Linked DNA regions of Sus scrofa: all the other regions are linked to region 1. The links are chromatin contacts, called in public targeted proximity ligation maps. All regions are on one chromosome and are shown on one strand. The core of a region is the stretch at or near the end of the contact, and the rest is flanking DNA. Distances in the headings are between cores, read along the strand shown.

Region 1 (4,429 bases), core at 1,178-3,677:
ATATTATAAAATATATGTGGGAATTCCCATCATGGTGCAGCAAAAAAGACTCCATCTGGGAACCATGAGGTTGCAGGTTCGATCCCTGGCCTTGCTCTGTGGGTTAAGGATCCGGCATCACCACGGATTGTTGTGTAGGTCCAGATGCAACTCGGATCTGGTGTTGCTGTGCCTGTGGTATAGGCCGGTAGCTGTAGCTCCGATTTGACCCCTAGCATGGGAACCTCCATAGGCCGTGGGCATGGCCCTAAAAAGACCAAAAAATTAAAAATTTTTAAAAATTAAAATAAATTTTTTAAAATATGGGAATAAAGATGTTTGCAGTACTTCCTTATTATCCTCTTTCAAAATTAAAAGATGTCCCCTTTTATTGTGACCTAAGTGACTTAAGAGCCGGGCACAAGTTTAAGATCCACATCATAATGATTCGACTTACATATACCGTGAAATTATTACCACAAGAAGTTTTGCTAACATTCATCATCTCATGTAGATAGGAAAAGGAAGAGAAAGAAACAATATGGGGCTTTTTGTGTGTGTGAGAACTCTTCTGATCTACTCTCTTATGCTACACAGATAAGTTAGCTCTAGTCATTATGTTATGAATTGCATTCTCGTACTTATATTTTATCTGGAAATTCGCAACTTTTTCTTATGGCCATACTCATGGCATATGGAAGGTCCCAGGCCAGGGCTCGAAACCCAGCCATAGTTGCAGCAACGCCAGATAATTTAACCCACTGCCCCGGGCTGGGGATAGAACCTGCACCTCCCCAGCTATGGGAGCTGCAGCAGTCAGATTCTTTTTTTTTTTTTTTTTTTGTCTTTTTTTGCTATTTGTTTGGGCCGCTCCCGCGGCATATGGAGGTTCCCAGGCTAGGGGTCGAATCAGAGCTGTAGCCACCAGCCTACGCCAGAGCCACAGCAATGTGGGATCCGAGCCGCGTCTGCAACCTACACCACAGCTCACGGCAACGCCGGATCGTTAACCCACTGAGCAAGGGTAGGGACCGAACCCGCAACCTCATGGTTCCTAGTTGGATTCGTTACCACTGCGCCACGACGGGAACTCCAGATTCTTAACCCACTGTGTCTTAGTGGGAACTTCAGAAGACATTATTCTTTGACTAGATCACACTTTTACAGACAGACCCCTCAGTTTAAAAAAAAAAAAAAAACTTAAGAAAACACTATTAATGCAGATAGGTAACTGTCTGACCTGTGTTTCTCTACAAGGTTTGAAGGAGAAGTTCTGCAGGACTCTGACGAGAGCGAGTTTCATGTTCATGAGGGCAAACCTCATGCCAATGCAGTTGCGGGGTCCAGTCCCAAAGGGCAGGTAAGTGTAAGGGTTTATGGTGTCCTTGTTCTTCTTACTGAACCTGGTTGCATAACAGTACATGAAAACTAATTAATGAAACACAGAAACCTCAAGAGCGCTGAGTGTGAGGTGCTAAATCTTCAACCAGGCACATGAGGGGTCCGTCTGGGGGCTGGTCATTCATCCTGCGGTGGGTACGTTGCTGTGAGGAAGGGATGCTCCAGATCCTGCCCATCCCCCTCCCCCCGTGGGCGCTTTCAGCCGCACTGAGGGGATGCGATGCCTGCTGTTTAAAAGAAATGCATACACACAATGGAATACTACTCAGCCATAATAAAGAATGACATAATGCATGGATGGAACTAGAGACTCTCATACTGAGTGAAATGAGCCAGAAAGACAAAGACAAATACCATATGATATCACTTATAACTGGAATCTAATATCCAGCACAAATGAACATCTCCACAGAAAAGAAACTCATGGACTTGGAGAAGAGACTTGTGGCTGCCTGATGGGAGGGGGAGGGAGTGGGAGGGATGGGAGCTTGGGTTTATCAGACACAACTTAGAATAGATTTACAAGGAGATCCTGCTGAGTAGCATTGAGAACTATGTCTAGATACTCATATTGCAACAGAACAAAGGGTGGGAAAAAAATGTATACATGTAAGAGTAACTTGATCCGCTTGCTGTACAGTGGGAAAAAAAAATAGTAACAAATTAAAAAAAAAAACAAAAAGAAAGAAATGTAAGTGTGACCAGATCACCTTGCTGTACAGTAGAAAACTGACAGAACACTGTAAACCAGCTATAATGGAAAAAAATTAAAATCATTATACTTAAAAATATTTTTTTAAATAAAAGGCAATTAGAAACAAAGCAACAACAACAAAAAAGAAATTTTGTCCTTAAACACTAAATTTCCATTCAGGGGGGAGAGGGGTTCACACTCTGAAGGGCAGTTAGGAAAGGAGACTAACTGTAATGCTCTGAGGATTTAACTGTTATTTCCCCTTGTTTTCCCGTCCCCTCCCCTCTCCCTGTGTCCCTGCCCGGCTGGCTGGCTCTCTTTCTCTCTCTCCCACCCACAGAGGATGCTTTAGTCAGAATATTGACACGGACACATGAGGCGACTCTACCCAAGTGCAATCACTGACTTCCTGGTCAGCCCATACATTCCTTGATGCTTAGACCAATGTTTTATTCAAATTTGACTCCTCCACATTTGAATATATTAAGGAAAAAAATGTGGATTTGGGGAAAGCGATAATGGTGCTGTGGTTATGTCTATTTTTAAAGAGTCCCTATTTCGGAAAACATTCTGGAAGATTCGCAGACAATATGAACTAAAACGAAACAGGAATACAGAGAAAGGTAGCAGTAGCATGTGGATAAGGTGGCTAAATTGGGTTGATGATTCTTGAGCAGGGAATAGGCACAGACAAATACCTTAAAATAGTCTGTAGACTGTGCCTATAGAATAGGCTGTGGCTATGTAAATATACATATATTGTATATTTTTTTAATTCTCCACAATGTTTTTTTTTTTTAACATTTGGATTTCTCACTGCCTGGCCCAGCCCCTGACACATAGGGAGGCACGAACTCTCTGCTTGACATCTGGACAAATCAGACAGAAATGCAGAGTGGTCTCTGGCTTTAGGTTCCTGAGGCTCCAGGAGGGGGCGCTGCTGAGCTTGGAGGTTCCCTGGCCCAGAACACAGAGGACTGGGTTGACTCTGACTTCCTCTTTCAACAAGTGCTGTGTGTGGAGGTTGTGTCAGCACCAGGGGCCCCGTGGCTAGCACAACAAAGTCCCTGCCATCAGGGAGCTTAGAGTCAGAGGCTATAAAAGTCTAAATTGCATCTAGTGCTCTAAAAAGTTCCCTCCAAATTGTGGTCCCAACACACAAAAGGAAAGAAGCATCGACTCCTTCCAGAGTCCAAGCTGTGTCCAGACCAGACCTCAGCTCTGAATTCTCAGAAGAGGATGCTTAGCTCCTCCAAGGAGGACATCTCAGACGTCTGAGGGCAGAGGACGTCTCCGCAGAAGGTCAGCAAATACTGAGAAGAAGGAGCTGGCCCAGGACTGCAGCCACAGACAGCACCGGGGCCTGGGTGCACCTCTGTCCTCAGTGAGACTCCTTGAACCACAGGGATGAGGCCTCTCGGTCCCCAGCCTGCATCTCACAACCATGCTGGAGGAAACGGCAGATGACGTTTAAAGAAATGAAATGTGGGAGTGGTGGTGGTGGATTCGGACAGAGGAGAGGACAGACAGAAGATCTAAAAGGAAATAAAAAGCCTACCCACCACCAACAATATAGTTGTTGGGCAAATTTTTGGCATATGCATACAAACATGTATATGTAGAAGGTTGTTTAGAATGAACTGTTAAATCAAATAATCAGTATAAAGCCAAATTAATAGAAGGCCATTTGAAATAGTAAGCATCTATACAGGCCTACAAAAATATCCTTAAGGACTTAAATTGCAAATTGATGAGGCCTATCTTAAGGTATTAAGAATGCAGAGAACCATAATTTACTTTTTTCTAGTCCACCCTTTGTATAAATTTGACTCAACCAATGGAATCTTATAAAAAGAAAAATTTAACCATAAAAAGATGTACAGAGAAATGACTGCATGCGGTATCAGAATATACAAGCACCAAAGAGGATCAGGATGGATCCCCTTCCCTGGGGTCTCGTACCTTTCAGGGCGGAACTCCTCAGGCTCTGGCCAGAGCTCCGGGGCTCTGTGAAGCGCAAAGATTGGCACCATCATCACGGTCCCTTTGGGAACGAACACGCCATGGATTTCCACATCCTTCTTACAGGACCTCTCAAGTCTAGGAGTAACTGGGAATATTCTGAGAGATTCGTTCACCACCATGTCAAGATACTCCATTTGCGCCAGACCATCGTAGGTGGGAGGCCTGGGAAGGAGAAATAGATCTTGATGAATTAAGATTTGGGATCAAGGGTCAACTCAGTCTATGTAGCCCTCTTCAAATGGTAGGACCTTCAGAGAAGCATATTTTTGAATTTATGGCACACCCACAGCATATGGAAGTTCCTGGGCCAGGGACTGATCCAAGCCAGGA
Region 2 (4,043 bases), core at 90-2,589, 83 kb before region 1:
TCAAAGGTAATAATGATTAGCTAAAAGCAGCTGAAGTCTAAAAGGTCCCAATCCTAGAACAAATATTTCATATATGTTTCCAGTTTGAGTGCTCCTGAGTTCAGGCTGGTGTTCTTCCAGAAAACTAATGTTAAGAGTTACTTGATTCTGCCATAATTTGGAGATTCTCATTCTAGGTAGAAATGAGAAAAAAAATTCTGTACCACTGAAAGCTCTAGCAACTTTTTCTCAGTTAACTTTGATCTTCAAAACAGACAGAGATAGTGAGACAGTGAGACACCAATATCACTTGCTATCACTCATATGTGGAATCTAAAAAAAAAAAAAAAAAAAAAAAAAGGATGCAAGAACTTCTTTGCAGAACAGATACTGACTCACAGACTTTGAAAAACTTATGGTTTCCAAAGGAGACAGGTTGGGGGTGGGGGGATGGCTGGGGGTTTGGGATGGATATCCTATAAAATTGGGCGGTGATGATCATTGTACAACTATAAATGTAATAAAATCCATTGAATAATTAAAAAAAAAACAGGGAAAGGAGGACCTATTTAGCACCCCAAGCCCAAGGCTATGGAGGAGACAGGTCTGGACAGTTACTCACAGATAGAGGAGCACCAGGCTGGTAACCAGGAGAAGCCAAGTTTCCACAGAAAAACTTGGAATCAGGTCCATGGCCACCGTCCTCTGGGGTTCCCTCCTCTGAGTGTCCCTTCAGCTGTGTGTGCTGCTCTGAGAGTGTGGAGGTCCCCTTGCTGCCCACTAGAGAGTCATTGGGGCTGGAGGTTTAAGTGCTGGGAAAGGAGGTGGGGCTGGAGCTGCAGCCAATGGAAGAGCCCCCTGTGTTCCACCTGCAGGAGCCCCTCCTGCCTTGAGCGCTGGCAAAACATCATGGACACTCCAGTTAGTCCTCCCTTGAGTTCATATTCTATGGGAATTCAATAACAACTCAGTCAGGGTTATCAGTAATCCCAAGCATTACAGAAACTCACATAAAACCACAGGCTATTAATCTCCTCTAAAATGCACTTGTCTCCATACCTGCCCACATGTTAAAATACTTGAAATTCTTTTGACAATCTAGATCGACAGATCTTTACCCATGCAGTTTCCTCTGCCTAGAAATTCCCTTGTTTTCTCTCTACATCCACTGCTCATCCTTTAAATCCCAGCTCAGACATAACCCCCTGTCTTAGAAATTTCCTAACCAACCTCCTCAACCAGATAGAAGCATTTCCTTTGCTGGGGTCTTCTGTCCCCTGCACACAAATCTATTGCCTCCAGCACCATTGCTGGTTTCCTCACCACTCTGTCCCCTCACCAGATGGAGAGTTTGGGCACAGTCTGGGTATCAGTTGCAGTTATAGCCCTGGTACCCAGCACGGTGCTTTCTACAGAGTGGGAATCAGAAAGGTTGGTGGAATTGTGTTGCTGGAAGTAAGACCACCAGGTCACCGCATGACTTTTTCAAGTGACTCATTGGTGACCACACCATCTTCCTGGATTGTTAGTACACCAGGAGTCCCGGCTGGGCCTCAGCCATCATCACTGCACATCCATGAGGATCCATCAGGATTCTGTTGACAAGAGGGCTCCAGAAGGAGAGGCAGAACATGGGGGAGATGGTGATGGTTGCATCAAGGGGTATCAATTCAGGACAATTGCTGTCCTGCCCTCAGAGTGTCCTGCCATAGACAGCAAGTTAGAAAGATTCTAGAGCAAAGAATGGCCCCTCTCTCTGGAAAGGCTGCAAGTCCAAGATCAATGGGTGTAAAGAGAGTGAAGAAAGGAAAGCAGCCTGGTGGCCAAGTGGACCCCAAACTCCTTATCTACCAGTGATGTGATACTTACCAGAGCAGATGGCTCCCTGCTTTTTTGATAAGTAGGGGATTTTTAATGGGTTTGAGAACTGGTAAGGAGAAGGCCTATAGCAGAAGTTGGTATCATCTGTGAGCCCCACCCCATTCCTGAAGAAACCTGAAAATTGAGGCTCTGGAAATTACATGACCTCATTGTCATGACTCTGATCCATGTCCTGTGTCTCCTTGGCCTGAGAAACCATGAATTATGTGAAAAAAATCACAAAGATTCTTAAACTCAATGGAAACACATGACATTTAAGCTGTGTGTGTGTGCTTCCTTCTTGCTTCATCCTTTCTCACTTCAGACCTTCTGCAGAAAGAGAGACCTCCATCCCTCTAGTCTGTTAGTCCCTTGGACTTCTGAACAATAGCCTGAATGAGTGGGTGTCTCATTGATAAATTGCAGTGAGTCCCAGCTATGTCATCTGCTTTCTTTATTTCCTTGGGAGCTTATCTCACAGCATGAAATTTCTACCATCATAGTTAGTCATCTTTGCGTTCATACTTTCTCCAGGAAGCACCTGCTAAGTGAAATGCATGAACACATCTATTCATCCGTTCATTGACTCAAGGCCAAGTGGGTGAATGTCAGGTTGTCTAAAAGCCCATGTTTTCACATACGGGCTTGTCACATGCTTTCAAAGCTCTATATGCTTAGGACACAAAAATGACCAAGACTTAGACATTATTCAGGTTGAAGTTAGGGACACAAACAGGTAGTTTTAGAACAGCCAATGTGAAGTAGTGACACAGGTATGAGAACACAGTGTCTCATCAACGTAAATGGCCTATCTTCTTTCTTAGTTCTTGGCAATCAGTCAAAGGTGAAAATCAAATAACACTCAGGGAAGCATTAGGCTCAGACATCAGTACAGGTAAACAGGTTGTCAGAGACTCAATGATGCAAGAAGCACAATAAGCCTGCTATTCCTTTCCCGTTATGCTGTTAGCCAAGTGACTCCTCTTCCGGGAAGGCTGTCCTGACTTCCACTTCCACTGGCTCAAAGAATTGATCACCGTATAAGGAAGCAACATTAGTCTGGAGTGATTTATATGTTAGATTCAAATTTCATAGGTCACAATCTGTGTGAAAACAGTGTGAGCAAGATTGTGTGTTTATAACTCTGCTCCCATGCCTTCATTGTTTTTAAAATTAACGTGTATTTGATTTACAATGTTGTGTCACTTTCTGCTATACAGCAAAGTGACTCGGTCATACGTGCATTTTATACACACACACACATTCTTTTTTAGTATTCTTTTCCATCACGGTCTATCCCAGGAGATTGGACATAGTTCCCTGAGCTATAGAGTAGGACCTGTTGCTGTTTATCCATTCTAAATGTAATAGTTTGTATCTGTATCTACTAACCCCAGCCTCTCAGTCCATCCCACTCCCTCCCCCATCCCCCTTGGCAACCAAAATCTGTTCTCCTTGTCTGTGAGTCTGTTTCTGTTTTGTAGATAGGTTCACTTGTGCCATATTTTAGATTCCACTTATAAGTGATATCGTATGGTATTTGTCATTCTCTTTCTGACTTACTCCACTTTATATGATAATATCATCCCTGAGGTTTTGCGAACAGTATTATTTTTTTTTCTATTTTTAAGCTCATTTCTTCATTCTTTGCGGTAGGGCAAAACTTGATAATGCCATTCTGGGGTAACAGGTGGTATTTAAGTGCTGGTGGCTTGGGGAAGGGAATAAACAACTTTTCGGGGTCTCCTGGTTTCCAGGATGGGAAGGATGGTGGGATGGGAAGATAGTGACTGAACATTCTCTCTTAGCCTTAGAGGAGGTGGGCACCTCACCCCAACATTGTTGTTGGCTGGGGTCCATGCCTGCTGCATTTAGGTCATGTGTTAAGATTAACTATAAAGAAGCTAAAAGCCTGCTCTCATGAAGCCTACACTTAAAGGGGAAAGAGACTCTAAACTAGTTAACTTCACAAATAAATACCGAGATGTAGGTCAGGACCTGTGCTTCCTTAGCATGGACGTGGTTGACCTTTCTTTCCTTAAACTCTGTTCTTCTTGAAAGACATGAAGACAAGAGAATCAGAAGGATGGATGCGATGGAAGCGTGTGAACTTGGGCATCCTGGGGTCTGTTTCCTCATCTGTCTGAGAGAGAAACTGACCAGAATTGACCTAAGACGACCTTATCCCAACCACAGTCCCCTTC
Region 3 (4,453 bases), core at 914-3,413, 100 kb after region 1:
AGGTGACTGACAGCTTCCTAAGAAGAGGAGATCAGGACAGACAAGCACAAGGGGACACCGAGCAAAGACACAGGGAGAAGGCTGGCACTTGCAAGCCAATCAGAGGCCTCGAGAGGAACCAACCCTACTGACACCTTGATCTTGGACTTGCAGCCCCCAGCACTGTGAAAGGATAAATTTCTGTTCTTTAAGCTGCCTGGTCTTGTCATACGGCAGCCCTAGCAAACTCATACAGATCCCTTCTCCCTCCCTCTTGGGGGACTTCGGGGCCCCTGCCACCCAACTTGGAGCAGAAGACACCTGCGGACAAGCAGGGGCCTGGGCTCTCTGCAGACTATCTTCTGTCTGGAGGTCCCACTCCAGACACCTCGGGGCAGCCCGGGCTCACCCTGCACAGCAGCCTCCTCCCCCACCGAGACATCTCAATGAGGGACCTCAACGTCCCGCTGCCCCTTCAGCCAGAAGCACCCCCCTCCAGGGTGGAGGCCACAGGACAGAGCCCGAGGGAAACCCATCCCCTGAGCCCAGAGGCCTGCAAGACCCACGTTCCTATTCCCGTAGGTTCTAACCCCCTCCCCATTCATCTTGACACCATCATGGAGGAGCAGGGAAAGGGTGACGAAATTGCCAAGAAAAACCTCGAAGAGCTCGGCTCACCCAACCGAGACTGTGAAGCTGCTGAATCAGCACACGAAGGCATGAAGCGGGCACCCCACTCCCCGTGTCGGGCCTCTGGTTCAGCTATTCTAGGCTTTCACCTCTCACAACAAAGCCCCAGAAGAGGTCAGATGTGCGTCCCCCCCACCACCACCAACCAAAGGCAGGCTGGACTGTACGGAACAGGCCAGAAGGAACGCTGCTATGAGTGACCACAGGCTGCTCCTCCAGGACCCGAAGTTGCTCGCTCCCGCTCAGCCCACCTTCAATCCATCCTCCGGTCCTGTCCCTTCTCCCACAGGACACATTTCCAGTGGGTCTGCTCTGAACCACCTCCACTGGCCCATGCTTGCCCTCATCTTTCATCTGAACAGCTGGGCAGCTCCCAGGCAGCTCCCCACTCCCCGCCCCGACCACATGGCCCCTACAGCAGAAACATGCCGTGATGCTCTCCTGCTAAAGACGTGCCCCTGGCCTCCCACTGCAGTCAGTTAGTTAGAGTCCGACTCCCGCCGCTGGCTCCGGAGGGCCCTGCCCCCGCTCCAGCCCCATCTGTTCACTACCCGCCTCACTCAGGGCCCCAGACCCACGGTCTTCTGGCATCTCAGCCAAAGCCAAGTGCTTTCCTGCCTCCAGGCCTTGGCACTTGCCGTCTCTGCCACCTGGAACGCTCCTACCCTGGCGGTTCGCGGGGCCAGGCACCCAATCCATCATGTCTCAGCTCAAAACACCACGTCCTCCAAGACGCCTTTGTGACCCTCCGGGCGTTACTTGCCACCTCGGCACCAAGGTCATCTCCTTCTCGGCACATAGGTGATAACGTAACCGCTGTGTTTGTCGCCTGGTTGTCGTCTCTCTCCTCACTGGGACGTGAGCCCCTCCAGCGCAGGGCCCCCACCTGTCCAGCTTGCCCTCACATCGTCAACACGGCAGCAGCATGTGGCTTACCAGTTCGACAAATACGGAGACCTGAGCGTGACGGATGCCCACGGATGCCCCTGCGAGCGCATTCCCTCTCTTCGCTCCGAGTGAGAGGGCCGCCCAGCTCTTCCCAAGGTTCCGTGTCTCTGCAGGAAATGCAACCATTTTTCTGCTGATGCCGCACCCATCACTCCCTTAGAAAGGCGGCTTAACAGACCCACCACTGGCAAAAGGGATGATGGCAACACTGGGCTTGGACCAGTGACAATGCTCCCCGTGTCAACCTTGCCACTCAAGTGAAATTTCTGCTGTTTGAAGCCACCCAGTGTTTGGTAATTTGCCATGGCAGCCTCAGGGCGCTAAGACAAGTGTCATCCAAACCTGTGGTGGCAGAATGGGCCTCAGATAAGATGTGCTTCCACCGGGCATTTTCTGAACGTCCTGTAGGGCTAAGTCACTAGAGAGCCCCAGCTCTTAAGGGAGAGACAGGCTCGTCATCTCAGGAAGGGTCCACTCATGACCAAAGAGCCCCAGATAACGGGGGAAACCACGGGTGAGGTCAGCAGCATGAGTCACAGGTCATATTAGCAAAACAAGGAAGAAGGAAGGCAGAGGAAGGGAAAACCCGGGGCGGGTGGGCGGGGGGAGCATGAGCCTACAGGACATTCGAGAACGAAAGTCGTGCATTCCACAAGCATTGCCCAAGCACCTGCTCTGGCCTAACAGCTTTGAGAACGGGCAGGTTAGAAAAACCATGGGAAAAACTGCCTTTCCTTATGAGAATGCAAAGTCTAGTTTTAAAAAAAAAATATTAACAAATTAACTTGATTAATGGTAGCTTAAAGCTAGAAAAGATATTAGAATTCAGTCCTTTGTGGTCCAGATTTCTTCATTCATCAAAAAGTGCTCGGGGAGTTCCCATCGCGGCTCAGTGGTAACAAACCCAACTAGTATCCATGAAGATTCGGGTTCGATCCCTGGCCTTGCTGTGGCTGTGGTGTAGGCCAGTAGCTGCAGCTCCAGTTTGACCCCCAGCCCGGGAACTTCCATATGTCGTGGGTGCGGCCCCGAAAAGACCAAAAAAAGTGTGCCTGGGGTCATTCCTGCTGGGGCACAGTGGGTTAATGACCCGGCTCACCTCTGCGGTGTTGCCAGCTTGATCCCCAGCCCGGCACTATGGGTTACGGATCCAGCGCTGCTGCCGCTGTGGCATAGGTCACAGATGAGGCTCTGATTGACTCCTGATCCAGGAACTTCCATATGCTGCAGGTGAGCCTGAAAAAGGGGGGAAAAAGTGTTCCTGGGATAGACCATGAGGGAAAATAATATTTTTAAAAGAATGTGTGTGTGTGTGTGTGTGTGTGTGTGTGTGTGTGTGTGTGTGTGCACGTGTATGACTGAGTCACTGCTGTATAGCAGAAATTGGCACATTATAAATCAACTATACCTTTTTAAATTAAAAGTTAATTTACAACAATTATAGTTGATGTAAAATGTTTTTTCAGTTTCTGTTTGGAGCGAAGGGACCCAATCACACACAGTTCCCTGAGCTGGGCAGTTGGACCCCATTGCCCATCCATTCCAAATAAATCAACTATACTTTAATGAAAAAAATCGAAAATAAAATATGCACGCAGGGCTTTTTTTTAAGTGTCACTTAAGTGACACTTTTAAGTGTCACTTGATGAGACGCAAACAAGAAAACACGAGGCGTTCCGAAGAGCCATGACGACAACAGACCAAGGCAAAAATGAAAGGAAGAGGTGCAGGGCAGGCAAAAGTCTCTCTGAGGAGGTCAGATTGGTGCTGGGCCTTGGGTGACGAGACAGAGCTATGCGAGTACGTAGCGAAGGATTAACTCAGCAGACCTGAGCTGTGCAAACTCTGCATATTCCAGAGAAAGGTCTGATCCTGACCACCGCCAGGAAGGTAACTTTTAAGCCCTTGAAACAGGCTGCCAGTAAGAGCGTCTGTGTGACATGGGGTCCGTGGGCCACACCAGATAGTTTACGCCAACAGCGTGAACCCTGGGAGGGATCTCAGGCCATGCTCCCTCAGTTTGACCTTTGGAGCACCTGGAGACTGAAGAACTAAGGGCAGCCACATGCTTAGGTGACCAACCCTAAGGTAAGCCCTGGACAGCAAGGCTCAGGTGAGTGTCCCCTGTTGGCAACGCGTCACACATGCGGTCACGCGTCATTGCTGGGAGAGCTAAGGACTGTCTGTACCACTCTACTGGGCGGGGAAAGCTGGACGTTTGGGGCCTATCTGCCTCTTACCTTTGCTGATTTTTTTTTTTTTTTTTTTTTTGCTATTTCTTTGGGCCACTTCCGCGGCATATGGAGGTTCCCAGGCTAGGGGTCGAATTAGAGCTATAGCTGCTGGCCTACACCACAGCCACAGCAACAACAGATCCGAGCCACGTCTGCGACCTATACCACAGCTCACGGCAACGCCAGAGCCTTAACCCACTGAGCAGGGCCAGGGATCGAACTCGTGTCCTCATGGATACTAGTGGGGTTTGTTAGTGCTGAGCCGCAATGGGAACCCCTGGACGTCTTGATGGAAGTAAATTTGGTTTTACTGCTCCACCACCCAGCACCAGGCCTGGTGAGAAGAGCTTAGGAAGACATGCTTATCCAACTGAATGACCGTGAGGCACTTTTTATGCTCAGCCTTTCTCTCCTGGCTGGCCAAATTCTGACGCTTGGCCTCACCTCCCGTTCCAGGGCCTTCTACAAGCCACTCTCAAGCTCTTTCCCTGGACTCCAGCACAGCTCTCTGCGGGAGACCACACACAGAACTTGCTAGCTTGGAAGAGAAGGCATGTCTAAGGGCAGAAAGGTGGAGTGGAAGAAACAGGGCAGCAGCTCGA

The links.
Region 2: a targeted proximity ligation map of alveolar macrophages shows a contact between it and region 1.
Region 3: a contact with region 1 is called in a targeted proximity ligation map of alveolar macrophages. A contact is called at or near these places in 1 of 5 promoter capture datasets (fetal skeletal muscle) and 1 of 2 datasets of targeted methods (alveolar macrophages).

The regions. Positions count from the first base shown.
Region 1 is chr3:6,704,724-6,709,152 of Sscrofa11.1, reverse strand. CYP3A46 (cytochrome P450 3A46) reads right to left here. Exons shown (of 16, transcript NM_001134824.1): 14 at 4,037-4,261; 15 at 1,220-1,382. Among named protein-coding and RNA genes, the nearest start is that of CYP3A46, 29 kb to the right of the region's middle.
Region 2 is chr3:6,787,024-6,791,066 of Sscrofa11.1, reverse strand. It overlaps LOC110259856 (cytochrome P450 3A29-like), which reads right to left and starts at 1,339. Exons shown (of 13, transcript XM_021086162.1): 1 at 602-1,339. The coding sequence starts at 672.
Region 3 is chr3:6,604,306-6,608,758 of Sscrofa11.1, reverse strand. No RefSeq gene overlaps it. Among named protein-coding and RNA genes, the nearest start is that of CYP3A22, 20 kb to the left of the region's middle.